2 separate regions of the Oncorhynchus mykiss genome follow, and region 2 is linked to region 1. Evidence: chromatin contacts called from public Hi-C data. All regions are on one chromosome and are shown on one strand. The core of a region is the stretch at or near the end of the contact, and the rest is flanking DNA. Distances in the headings are between cores, read along the strand shown. Region 1 holds the start of si:dkey-21c1.4 (flocculation protein FLO11). Region 2 holds the start of LOC110491353.

Evidence for each region. A called contact is a pair of places that touch in the nucleus more often than the background predicts.
Region 2: a contact with region 1 is called in a Hi-C map of liver, with 4 times the contacts expected there. The contact joins the promoter of LOC110491353 here to the promoter of si:dkey-21c1.4 in region 1. A contact is called at or near these places in 2 of 3 Hi-C or Micro-C datasets (blood and liver).

The regions. Positions count from the first base shown.
Region 1 is chr16:11,709,358-11,716,558 of USDA_OmykA_1.1, reverse strand. It overlaps si:dkey-21c1.4 (flocculation protein FLO11), which reads right to left and starts at 2,838. Exons shown (of 5, transcript XM_021564724.2): 1 at 2,432-2,838; 2 at 941-2,086; 3 at 625-726. The coding sequence starts at 2,084.
Region 2 is chr16:11,841,795-11,848,995 of USDA_OmykA_1.1, reverse strand. LOC110491353 reads left to right here and starts at 4,479. Exons shown (of 5, transcript XM_021564732.2): 1 at 4,479-4,623; 2 at 5,812-6,343; 3 at 6,618-6,818; 4 at 6,905-7,034; 5 at 7,134-7,201. The coding sequence starts at 5,962.

The DNA.
Region 1 (7,201 bases), core at 1,589-4,088:
TGTGTATGTGTGTGTATGTTTGTCGGGCTGGGTTCCCCTACTGGCGTTTTATTTGGCAACCCCAAGTTTTCTGATAAAAAAACAAACATCTAAAAAGATAAAAACCTACCACCATACCCCGTTCAAAGGCGCTTAAATCTGGCCTTGCCCATTCACCCTCAACGGCACACACACACAATCCATGTCTCAATTGTCTCAAGGCTTAAACATCCATCTTTAACCCGTCTCCTCCCCTTCATCTACACTGATTGAAGTGGATGTAATAAGTGACATCAATATCACCTGGATTCATCTGGTCAGTCTATGTCATGGAAGGAGCAGGTGTTCCTAATGCTTTGTACACTCAGTGTACATTAAAAGTTGTTTCCACTACTTTCAAAGCAACTTAGTAGCCGGTAACTTCTTAATGTTTTGTATACTCAGTGTATGTGATCATAAACAAATGTAAGCTAGGATTAAAATTATTATGTTTTTGTCAAATATCTGTTTGGACTTCTTGCGGTCAATTTGTAGTCTACTAATGATTTGTGACTATGTTCCAGCCCCCTGACCATCCGCTCAATGAAAAACAATCGTCCTATAGCTGAATCTAGTTGATGATCTCTGGTGTAGGGTGTCTTCTACCGCTGATCAGGGCCTGTACTCCATTTCTGGGGTTGCGGGGAGCTCTGGTAGCGATCCAGCAAGGTAGTTCCTTCAGCCTCACCTCCCCTAGAGACAGTTTACCTACAACACAACATGCCAGTCAATCAGTGCTGGTCTCATCTACAGGGAGTAGGGATGTCAATGGTTAACCAGTTAGTTAGTGCTGGTCTCATCTACAGGGAGTAGGGATGTCAATGGTTAACCAGTTAGTTAGTGCTGGTCTCATCTACAGGCAGTAGAGATGTCAATGGATTAGGCAGCCATAATACAGTAAGACCAGAGAAACACTACAGACCCATGATCCTCTGCTCAGTGCCATACTTCATGGTGTCGAATGGCGCTTTCTCCCTTGTCACGCTCTGATTGGCTGTTGCTGACTCTGTCCTCACGGAGGTTTGACCGAGTTCAACCGTGAGCAGTCTTCTGGTCTTGTTATACAGATAGTCTTTGTTACGATCAGCGGTTGTGGTCTGAACACGGTCCAGTACTGTTGAAACGTGGTTGACCATGAGTTGTCCCCTGTTGCTTGTCTTGCTGCGTAGACGGTCTTTATTGAGGTCAGAGGTTATGGTTGGGTTATGGTCCAGTGCGATTGTCTTGCTGTACAGACGGTCAGGTTTGACGGTGGTGTGGTCCTGGATGCTGGGTCTGGGCTGACCACTGCCTGACCCCTGCAGCTTCTCTTCTCCTCCCACCTCCTCCCTACTGCTCCCCACCTCCTCCTTCCAGAAGGGTCTTGCTTCACTCTGTGCCCCTGGTAAAGGCTCCTGGGATAGTGTGGCAGCAGCTCTGGCTGTCTGAGCGGATAGTTCAATCTGCTCCCGCAGTGAAACCTTCTTCTTAGAGGCAGCTTTGGCTTTAGTGCTCACTGGGGCTGTGGCAGGGACTGGGGCTGTGGCAGGGACTGGGGCTGTGGCAGGGACTGGGGCTGTGGCAGGGACTGGGGCTGTGGCAGGGACTGCTTTGAGTTTGGCTATCGCTTTGGGTTTTGTGTGGATATTGGCTGGATCTTTTGCCAGACTGTCCTTGGAGAGAATGAAAGTCTCATCAAGGAGCTTCTGCCGTTTCTTTGAAGTTGTTGTTGATGACGATGACGATGAGGAGGAGGAAGGTGATGGTGTCTTCTTATTGTTTTTAGTAGTTGTCAATGATGATGATTTCTTACTCTTGGTTGTAGTTGCCAATGGTGATAACGCTGGTGATGGAGATGAAGATGATGCCTTCTTACTCTTAGTAGAAGTTGTTGATGGTGATGAAGAAGACGATGATAAAGATGTCTTCTTGCTGTTCTTGTCTGTGATGAGGTCAGCTGGGCCAGGGGGGGTCTGCGACCTTTGTGTGGTTGTGGTGACCGGAGCCATCTTGCATCTGGGAAGGTGGCTGTTCAGTCTCTTGAAGTTTTTCCCACAGAACGGGCATGTTTCACTGGAGGACGACATCACTGCTGGAAAAGAGACAGGATTATAGATGATGTAAATATGATGTTGTTATTATGGTCTGACAGAGTTTGACACAAATGATGAAATTATTTTCCAGAATGTTGTCTCTTACAACCCATAACTTTCTAGCTTTAATATCTTAAGAGAAAAACTCTACATAATCTATACATGAATATGTAATACATGCATTACTTTTCTCGCAATCAAATGGGTTAATGAGTTTGACGACCATTATTAGGCTTTTATAGTCTGCATAGCCAGAGTCGTGCTCCTGACAATGGGAAATGCCATGTTGGCTTACATAACCCGCATGACGAGTCTTGAGCGGTAGAATCAATTTTACTTGCCGTTTGTTGGTTGCTAGAACGAAACCAGCGGCACTTCAACATCTTCTAATGCTTATCATCTTCTTCTTGACGAAATGTAAACTTGTGTCATTTTACTGTACGCGTGGAACATTTGGTGCACACGTTGTTTCAACCATAACATTTTGGTCTGCTAAATACTTTTGGAAAAGACCCCTTGGGTAGCACAAGTAAACGCCTGAGGAAATGAGCTAGATAATTCCACATCGAAAATATTTTCAGCACAAATAAAGCTTTAAAAATGTCTGATAGTACTTTCTCTAATCGAACTGTTATTGCACTCATTACCGATACAGCAATTGGTTAGATTTGTAACGGTAAAAACGAAACAATGTATCTCGTAGTCTAGAGAACGTGTGCGTGGTAGTTGAAAATAGATCTTTGCTGACCCCTAGTGGAAGCTACACCCACAGATAGAACAATGAGACAGAAATTTCACCGGATGTATAAATGTGAAACATCCGCTTGGAGTTTACACTCCCTACCAAATATGGTGGTAAGCGGAAGCCCAGTGGACGGAAGTGGGAAGGCCAAATCAAATGAAACGCGAAAGAGCGTGTACTCGCTGGAATGATTATGCACGGTAGTGAATGACAGAAAACAGGCGCTTGAAATTAGAAAGCAAGTCCACTTTTCTCGCGTGTATGCGAAGCAATGCTCGTTCACGTTTCGTTTGATTTGGCCTGAAGAAAAAAAAACGATATGGATTTTGAGGGACATTCTGCAAATGTTCTCATCTATGAAACATTTGGTCTCAATACAGTTTTCTTTTCGAAACACTAGCATCACATTTTTGTAGACTTTACACTTTGGCAAAGCTTCCAAAAATTGCGTTGTTTTAGAATGAGTGCAAGGGAGAATTGAGTTAGGGGCTCCCGAGTGGGCAGCGGTCTAAGGCACTGCATCTCAGTGCTAGAGGCATCACTACAGACCCTGGTTCGATTCCAGGATGTATCACAACTGGCCGTGATTGGGAGTCCCATAGTGCGGCGAACAATTGGCCCAGCGCTGTCTGGTTTAGGGTTTGGCCGGGGTAGACCGTCATTGTAAATAATTATTTGTTCTTAACTGACTTGCCCAGTTAAATAAAGGTTAAAAATAAAATAAATATTCACATGCGAAATACAGAGTAAGCGTTCCCTAACGAAAATATGCAAATAACGCTTTGCTCTGCCCACGTCCTTGCTTGTTCTGCCAACTCTGACTCATTGTTCCCATTGAAAACGAGAGGCTGTAGTCTATCTTGGGTTACTTATAAACATCTTTGCTACAGCTCCAGCCTGAACAGAGAGACTGGAACCAAGGATTATTACCTGTTAAATGCGAGTAAAGTACGTAGGATATAACATGTCATAACAGGCCTGATGGAAACAAAAGATTTTGTCGGTAAACGTTCAATATATCGAGTAAAGAAAATACGTTAGACAAGGTGGGATCTTTTTGTGTCGGTAAAATTAATTATGCGAGAATTGTAGAAATCTCGGTGTGAACGCTTTTATGCGCAAATATTAATATAACCATCATATCGAAGTAAATTTGGAGTCACGTGATGACATTGTATGGTTCTCCCACAACAACTCGTCGTGAAAGAATACAGTTTATTCGGCACCCCTCACAGCAACTCGCCCAAGCCTCCCCCATTTCTCCTTCACCCAAATCCAGATGGCTGATGTTCTGAAAGAGCTGCAAAATCTGGACCCCTACAAATCAGCCGGGCTAGACAATCTGGACCCTCTCTTTCTAAAATTATCTGCAGAAATTGTTGCAACCCCTACTACGAGCATGTTCTACCTCTCTTTTGTATCGTCTGAGATTCCCATAGATTGGAAAGCTGCCGAGGTCATCCCCTTCTTCAAAGGGGGAGACACTCTAGACCCAAACTGCTATAGATCTATATCTATCCTACCCTGCCTATCTAAGGTCTTCGAAAGCCAAGTTAACAAACAGATTATGGACCATTTCGAATCACCCCGGACCTTCTCCGCTATGCAATCTGGTTTCGGAGCTGGTCATTGGTGCACCTCAGCCACGCTCAAGGTCCTAAACGATATCATAACCGCCATCGATAAGAGAGATTACTGTGCAGCCGTATTCATCGACCTGTCAATCACCACATTCTTATCGGCAGACTCAATAGCCTTGTTTTCTCAAATGAGTGCCTCGCCTGGTTCACCAACTACTTCTCTGATAGAGTTCAGTATGTCAAATCGGAGGGCCTGTTGTCCGGACCTCTAGCAGTCTCTATGGGGGTGCCACAGGGTTCAATTCTCGGGCGGACTCTCTTCTCTGTATACATCAATGATGTCGCTTTTGCTGCTGGTGATTCTCTGATCCACCTCTACGCAGACGACACCATTCTGTATACCTCTGGCCCTTCTTTGGACACTGTGTTAACTAACCTCCAGACGAGTTTCAATGCCATACAACTCTCCTTCCGTGGCCTCCAACTGCTCTTAAATACAAGTAAAACTAAATGCATGCTATTCAACCGATCGCTGCCCGCACCTGCCCGCCTGTCCAGCATCACTACTCTGGACGGTTCTGACTTAGAATATGTGGACAACTACAAATACCTAGGTGTCTGGTTAAGCATCTCCAATCCAAAATTAAATCTAGAATCGGCTTCTATTTCGCAACAAATCATCCTTCACTCATGCTACCAAACATACCCTCCTAAAACTGACCATCCTACTGATCCTCGACTTTGGCGATGTCATTTACAAAATAGCCTCCAACACTCTACTCAACAAATTGGAAGCAGTCTATCACAGTGCCATCTGTTTTGTCACCAAAGCCCCATATACTACCCACCACTGCGACCTGTACGCTCTTGTTAGCTAGCCCTCGATTCATACTCGCCACCAAACCCACTGGCTCCATTTCATCTACAAGTCTTTGCTTGGTAAAGCCCCGCCTAACCTCAGCTCACTGGTCACCATAGCAGCACCCACCTGTAGCACGCACTCCAGTAGGTATATCTCACTGGTCACCCCCAAAGCCAATTCTTCCTTTGGCCGCCTTTCCTTCCAGTTCTCTGCTGCCAATGACTGGAACGAACTGCAAAAATCACTGAAGCTGGAGACTCATATCTCCCTCACTAGCTTTAAGCACCAGCTGTCAGAGCCGCTCACAGATCACTGCACCTGTACATAGCCCTTCTGTAAATAGCCCATCCAACTACCTCATCCCCATACTGTATTTATCTTGCTCCTTTGCACCCGTGTCTCTACTTGCACATTCATCTTCTGCACATCTATCACTCCAGTGTTTAATTGCTATATTATTATTACTTTGCCACCACGGCCTATTTATTGCCTTTCCTCCCTTATCTTACCTCAAGTGCACACACTGTATATAGACTTTTTCTGCTGTATTATTGACTTGGTTTCTTTATTCCATGTGTAACTCTGTGTTGTATGTGTCGAACTGCTACGCTTTATCTTGGCCAGGCGGCAGTTGTAAAGGAGAACTTGTTCTCAACTAGCCTACCTGGTTAAATAAAGGTGAAATAAAAATAAATACAATTGTGTTCACTTCGGGCCTGAAACACCTCATAATTCAATTCGCGTTGATTATACATCCGCTAAGACGGGACAGTTTTATCTCAAAGACTCAATCATGAACACTCTGACAGTGGTGGCTGCTTTACGTGATGTATTGTCTCTATCTTCTTGCCTTTTGTGCTTTTGTTTGTGCCCAATAATGTTTGTACCATATTTTGTGCTGCTACCATGTTGTGTTGCTGCCTTGCTATGTTGTCATGTTGTGTTGCTGCCTTGCTATGTTGTCATGTTGTGTTGCTGCCTTGCTATGTTGTCATGTTGTGTTGCTGCCTTGCTATGTTGTCATGTTGTGTTGCTGCCTTGCTATGTTGTCATGTTGTGTTGCTGCCTTGCTATGTTGTCATGTTGTGTTGCTGCCTTGCTATGTTGTCTTAGATCTCTCTATATGTAACGTTGTGTTGTCTCTTGTCGTGATGGGTGTTTTGTCCTATATTAATATACACTGCTCAAAAAAATAAACAACACCATGTAACTCCAAGTCAATCACACTTCTGTGAAATCAAACTGTCCACTTAGGAAGCAACACTGATTGACAATACATTTCACATGCTGTTGTGCAAATGGAATAGACAACAGGTGGAAATTATAGGCAATTAGCAAGACACCCCCAATAAAGGAGTGGTTCTACAGGTGGTGACCACAGACCACTTCTCAGTTCCTATGCTTCCTGGCTGATGTTTTGTTCACTTTTGAATGCTGGCGGTGCTTTCACTCTAGTGGTAGCATGAGACGGAGTCTACAACCCACACAAGTGGCTCAGGTAGTGCAGCTCATCCAGGATGGAACATCAATGCGAGCTGTGGCAAGAAGGTTTGCTGTGTCTGTCAGCGTAGTGTCCAGAGCATGGAGGCGCTACCAGGAGACAGGCCAGTACATCAGGAGACGTGGAAGAGGACGTAGGAGGGCAACAACCCAGCAGCAGGACCGCTACCTCCGCCTTTGTGCAAGGAGGAGCACTGCCAGAGCCCTGCAAAATGACCTCCAGCAGGCCACAAATGTGCATGTGTCTGCTCAAACGGTCAGAAACAGACTCCATGAGGGTTGTATGAGGGCCCGACGTCCACAGGTGGGGGTTGTGCTTACAGCCCAACACCGTGCAGGACGTTTTTCATTTGCCAGAGAACACCAAGATTGGCAAATTCGCTACTGACGCCCTGTGCCCTTCACAGATGAAAGCAGGTTCACACTG
Region 2 (7,201 bases), core at 3,230-5,729, 130 kb before region 1:
TTCAGGGCATAAGATCCCTCATGAAGTTAAAAGCTAAATGTGTTTTTGTCTTCACAAGTCTTTGAAGTTTGGTGTTCATTGGTAAAGGTTTGTTATCTCTAACCCAGATCTCTGCTCTGCCTGTGTGAGTGTGTGTGTGTATTGAGCAGGCTGATTCTCTGGTTAGCTCTGTGCTGAGCTGGAAGCCAATGCAATGTGTAGATGATTATCTTATCTCTCATCCAACTCTCCCTGTCTCATTTCCTTCACCTCCTCCAGCCTGTCAATGTGTAGATGATTATCTTATCTCTCTCTCTCATCCAACACTCCTTGTCTCCTTTCCTTCACCTCCTCCAGCCTGTCAATGTGTAGATGATTATCTTATCTCTCATCCAACACTCCTTGTCTCCTTTCCTTCACCTCCTCCAGCCAGTCAATGTGTAGATGATTATCTTATCTCTCATCCAACACTCCTTGTCTCCTTTCCTTCACCTCCTCCAGCCAGTCAATGTGTAGATGATTATCTTATCTCTCTCTCTCATCCAACTCTCTTTGTCTCATTTCCTTCACCTCCTCCAGCCTGTCAATGTGTAGATGATTATCTTATCTCTCATCCAACACTCCTTGTCTACTTTCCTTCACCTCCTCCAGCCAGTCAATGTGTAGATGATTATCTTATCTCTCATCCAACACTCCTTGTCTCCTTTCCTTCACCTCCTCCAGCCAGTCAATGTGTAGATGATTATCTTATCTCTCTCTCTCATCCAACTCTCTTTGTCTCATTTCCTTCACCTCCTCCAGCCAGTCAATGTGTAGATGATTATCTTATCTCTCTCTCTCATCCAACACTCCTTGTCTCATTTCCTTCACCTCCTCCAGCCAGTCAATGTGTAGATGATTATCTTATCTCTCATCCAACACTCCTTGTCTCCTTTCCTTCACCTCCTCCAGCCAGTCAATGTGTAGATGATTATCTTATCTCTCTCTCTCATCCAACTCTCTTTGTCTCCTTTCCTTCACCTCCTCCAGCCTGTCAATGTGTAGATGATTATCTTATCTCTCTCTCTCATCCAACACTTCTTGTCTCATTTCCTTCACCTCCTCCAGCCAGTCAATGTGTAGATGATTATCTTATCTCTCATCCAACACTCCTTGTCTCCTTTCCTTCACCTCCTCCAGCCAGTCAATGTGTAGATGATTATCTTATCTCTCTCTCTCATCCAACTCTCTTTGTCTCCTTTCCTTCACCTCCTCCAGCCTGTCAATGTGTAGATGATTATCTTATCTCTCTCTCTCATCCAACTCTCTTTGTCTCCTTTCCTTCACCTCCTCCAGCCTGTCAATGTGTAGATGATTATCTTATCTCTCTCTCTCATCCAACTCTCTTTGTCTCCTTTCCTTCACCTCCTCCAGCCAGTCAATGTGTAGATGATTATCTTATCTCTCATCCAACACTCCTTGTCTCCTTTCCTTCACCTCCTCCAGCCAGTCAATGTGTAGATGATTACCTTATCTCTCTCTCTCATCCAACTCTCTTTGTCTCCTTTCCTTCACCTCCTCCAGCCTGTCAATGTGTAGATGATTATCTTATCTCTCTCTCTCATCCAACTCTCTTTGTCTCCTTTCCTTCACCTCCTCCAGCCTGTCAATGTGTAGATGATTATCTTATCTCTCTCTCTCATCCAACTCTCTTTGTCTCATTTCCTTCACCTCCTCCAGCCAGTCAATGTGTAGATGATTATCTTATCTCTCTCTCTCTCATCCAACTCTCTTTGTCTCCTTTCCTTCACCTCCTCCAGCCTGTCAATGTGTAGATTATTATCTTATCTCTCTCTCTCATCCAACTCTCCTTGTCTCCTTTCCTTCACCTCCTCCAGCCAGTCAATGTGCAGATGATTATCTTATCTCTCTCTCTCATCCAACTCTCTTTGTCTCCTTTCCTTCACCTCCTCCAGCCAGTCAATGTGTAGATGATTATCTTATCTCTCATCCAACACTCCTTGTCTCATTTCCTTCACCTCCTCCAGCCAGTCAATGTGTAGATGATTATCTTATCTCTCTCTCTCATCCAACTCTCCTTGTCTCCTTTCCTTCACCTCCTCCAGCCAAAGAAGGAGCATGGTTCAAATCAGATAATTTGCACCCTTCCTTTGGCTCTTGTTTACTCTCCTTATGATGGAGGCTAGTGAGGGGATTGGAATCGGGCTGAATCACACCTACCTATAACCTTGTTGCTACTCAGCAAAACAGGGCACACTCACACACACAACCTGTCCCTGTTTCTTTGTTGCTGTTGTTCCATACCCATCTTGTACCTCGCCTACTACACAAGAGTCACATGGTACAGTGCTGATTTTACAAATGTGCAGTTGTCATGGCAACACAAGGGTTACTACATGTCTGAGTGGTTGACAGAGCTCTCTCCAGTTCCTATTGCTAATTTGAGGAGCTACAATAGCACTCATACTGTTCGACAGGGGAGGATGTGACCAGGGATGATCACGTATAGAATACATTAGAATTAGAATTTAGAATTAGACTGCAGCATTAGAGTTAGACATGTGGAATCAGGCCATGAGTAGGCTACTGATGGAAATCTTCACTGGGTCAAAATAGGTGGAGCTTTGAAGATTTAACTTCACTTAACACAGGCTGAGTGATGACAGCACACGCACATCTGAAGCTTTCATGAGGTTTCATGATGTCGTTGTAGAGTGTGTGTGTGTGTGTGTGTGTTCCACAATCCTACCCAGAGGCTTAGGTTCCAATCCCATTACCCCACCCCCTCCCCCCGCTCCTCATCCCCAAACCGTCCCATTAAAAAGAGCCAGCTCCCACAGCTAAGACAGTTGGTATGGTAACGGATCAGTAAAACTCAGAGTCTCTCCTTTTCAACACCCTTCCCTCTGAGGCAACCAGACAGACACAGTACTAACCCTCCCTGTGTGGGTTGTAAGGATGTGTGAATATGCTGTACTGCTAGAGAGAGGGAGAAAGAGAGCGGGGGGGTACAGGGACAGATAGACAGACAGATAGAGAGTCAGACAGGAAAACAGACAGGTACAGAGATGAACAGAGAGTTAGGCGGTACAGGGACAGACAGACAGACAGATAGAGAGTCAGACAGGAAAACAGACAGGTACAGAGATGAACAGAGAGTTAGGCGGTACAGGGACAGACAGACAGACAGACAGACAGACAGACAGACAGACAGACAGACAGACAGACAGACAGACAGGAAAACAGAGAGCGAGGCGGGGGTGTTTGTCTTCAGCAGCACTGTGTAGCGACAGATCGTTTATCATCTCCTGCCGCCGGCACGGATGGTGTTCAGCGATATCATCCACCGCAGAGTGTGTCTGTCAGGAGATGTTTACAGGAACTCTCTCTTCCACCGGCATCTCCGCCCCCTCCATATGGAGTCAGTGATGAAAAGAAGTGTGTGTGTGTGTGTGTGTGTGTGTGTGTGTGTGTGTGTGTGTGTGTGTGTGTGTGTAAGCTTGAGTGAGTGGAGATTAAAGTGTGGCCACACCTATTTTAAGGTCAATGTCATACATAACCTCTGACTGAACCGGAAGTTCTGTAGCATTATGGGGCAACACACTACCCCTGTACTATGAGCCCAGGTCGTCACAACAGGAAATGGGGTGAGTCCACACGAAACCAGGACAACAACAACAAAAATAACATGATTTGGGGGATTTTCAGGAAATGTAATTCATAGACTGGAAATTTGGAGGAAGGGTTGTTGACATATATCATTAATTAATGTAAGAAAATTGTTATTGAAATAAAAATGCTACTCATATTACAGATATATTTATTAGACCAATATCTGCTTTGTAGCACCTACAGATGAAATACTGTGGAGGCCTGGGTATTGCCAAAATGTCATATATATGCCAAAATATGAATTATATATATTATGCTTTTAGATACAAATGTTTAAAAAAAATATGTGAACAATACTTCTTTCGAAGGACTATGGATTAAAGTTATGGATTAAAATCCCAATAATATACAGTACCAGTCAAAAGTTTGGACACACATCTCATTCAAGAGTTTTTCTTTAATTTTTTATATTTTCTACATTGTTGAATAATAGTGAAGACATCAACACAATGAAATAACACACGTGGAATCATGTAGTAACCAAAACATTGTTAATCAAATAAAAATAGATTTTATATTTGAGATTCGTCAAAGTAGCCATCCTTTGCCTTGATGACAGTAATGGAGCCATATGTGTTATTTCTTAGTTTTGATGTCTTCACTATTATTCTGCAATGTAGAAAATAGTAAAAATAAAGAAAATCCCTTGAATGAGTAGGTGTGTCCAAACTTTTGACTGGTACTGTATATATATATATTTTTTTGAGTCTTTGTTAGATGGTAGGGTATTTGCATATTAATGTATTTTTCAAGCAACGTATAGGGGAGTTATTCTCCAGTCTAGTAGGTGGCGGTAATGCAACATTTATTGGATGCCAACCTCCGTTAAACTTCATCAAAGAAGAAGAATAAGATCTAGAGCTGATTTGCAACCCGCCGAAGCAGATCTGGAGAAGAAGGAAAATGTCTCCTGTCTCCACACGCACCGTTCTAGGATCAGCTGGCCGTTAGGAAAACGCAAACAGCAAAGTGGTGAGTCGGAAAACCCTCACTAGTTGCACTGCAGTGAAGGTTAGCGCGAAAATGTTGTGCAACCTGTTCTGAATGTGTTGTATCATAATTTCGATTGGGCCTTATCAAAGGCGCTACCTTCCCCCTTTGAGGCCTAGCCAGCCATGTTTAGGTTTAGACGAAAATAGCGAATATTAACGGTTTACTTTTCACCAAACAGAATTGCGACTGTGGTTCGGGTAACTTGCAACGGTAGCAGTTACTGTGTACTTATAACAAACTTTTTGGTCCCAATCTATCATCTGAGTAGCTAGCTACATGCTTTTAATGAATGCACTGTGTTGGATTTACATAGGAAGCAGGTGTCCTTGCCAAATAGAAGATACCTAGCTTGCTAGCGACGTCCGGCCCGGAGCGCCTCCGGTGTGCGCGTGGGTGACCAACAGAGGGCGAGTTAAAATGTGACGTCAAAACTCCTAATGTTGTTTTTTGCATGACGACAAAGCGTTCTTATTACGAGCCCACAATATGTCATACAAATGTTATAGACATTCATTATTTACCAGAATATAATCTTAAATATAAGTAATATACATTGCTGAATTGGAGAGGGTGGGAAAGAGGATAAATATCTGCGACTGGTGGGAATTATTTATTTAATTGGTAGTCGAGTACCTCAACTCCATGATGATTCACGAGTTGGGCACAGACTAGAGTTTTAGAAACGAACCTCCGACTCGCGATACAGTCGATACTTCGAAAGTGAAAATTCTCAAACCCTTGTTATGTACCTATGTTTCTCATCTGCGTGCCTTTGTTTGCTGAAGTCCATACTTTTTAATAAAACGTTATTCAAAAACAACCACCGACTGTTTTCTCATTGCTGTTCCTCTAAGAGGACAACTCGCAAATTGAAAATCAACAAGGAAACAGTCGGTCGTTGTATTTTATTAACGTTTTATTAAAAGGTACGGATTTCAGCAAACAAAAAATGGCGGGCTAACGTAAGGGTTTAAGAATTCACATTTTTGAAGCATCGACTGCATAGCGACTCGATGAGATAAGAGATTCATAAGAACAACAACCCTAGTCTGGATGTGAGGTACTTGGGGAATCTAATTAGGACATTTGTATTATTGTAATGGCTTATTAATGATGACTATTACTCTGTAGACTAAAGTTTGATGTCTGTTTTTTTCTGTCCTACAGACTTTACCCATAACTGACCTTAGAGCAGTGTGAAAGCTCATTCTCATCCTACCCCGGACATTGCAAACAAATATAGAAAGGTTCAGGAGAAACTCTTCCACACTCCAAAACAGTCACCCAGGAATTGAAGAGGAAGTGACATCAGAGCAGATGGAATCAAATCAGAGCCTGGCGGGGGTGGACTCCCAGGGCAACATGGTGTTCAGAGTGGTTAAACCTGTCATGGGCATCTTCCAAGTCTCCTCAGAACAGACCAACTCTGTCGGACAGGGGGGGTCGCAGCAGATGATGGTTGAGGGGCTGACGGGGTTACAAGGGTTATCCAATCTCCCCTCCATGGTGCTGGGGGATGGACAGGGTCAGGGCCAGCAGCGAATGGGGGATGTGAACCAGATGCAAGCCCAGATTCAGATCCCAGCAGAGGACATGTCCCAGACCCAGGTTGCCGCTCCGAACCACAACCACGTACCCCATGTTCCGTTTGCAGAGGTGTCGTCTCTCTTGGACCCCAACATGAAGAGTTCCAAGGCCCGTAAGTACCACAGCTAGAGACGGAGGGAATCAGGCCAGGTGTGGCCCCTCCTACTGGAGACCTCTCTTTCTGCAGGATGTTCTTGGGCTCCCGAGTGGCACAGCGGTCTAAGGCATTCTCAGGACCATAATTAACTGAATCAGTTGTTAGAACAGTGCTGGTGCAAAACCCTGCACACCCAGTAGCTCTCCAGGTAGAAGGTTGGCCTCACCTGCTGTAGTATGGAATAAGTAGAAAACTCAACACAATTTGTCTGTTGTTCCTCTGGTCCTAGGCAAGTACCTGATACCCTATGACGAGATCAAGCGTCGTCTGGAGGCTCCAGAGAAGATGTCTCTGCGTTCACTAGCAGCCTACACCAGGGTCAGCCGTGGCCCGGCCAGCAAGAAAACCCTGCAGGAGTCTCTAAATATACTGGGTCTTACTCCTGGTACTACTACTTCTGTGTCTTCTTCCTTTTCCAAGCTCACAGAGGGTAAGCGATGTGTGTGTGTGTGTGTGTGTGTGTGTGTGTGTGTGTGTGAGCATCTCTTGTGCTTTATAGATTGTTGTGTTTTCCAGGTGACACCAAAGCCCTGTGTAACGACATGAAGGACTTTGCCCATGACTACATAGACTTTGGCAACATGGCCAAGCAGCTTATTCCAGAGACCAACACTGTCCAACACTGGTCCAAGGTCATAGAAACCAGGTTAGTGTGGTTACAGCACGGTGTAATCACGAGTTAACTATGATCTATACGTTTTCTGTACAGTGAGACCGACCCTAACACACCTTTATTCTGCGATAGGAGCCACCTGGAGGCGATGAGGAAGTGTTTTCGTGACCCGGTCAACAGTGCGTCGTTCGACAACGTGA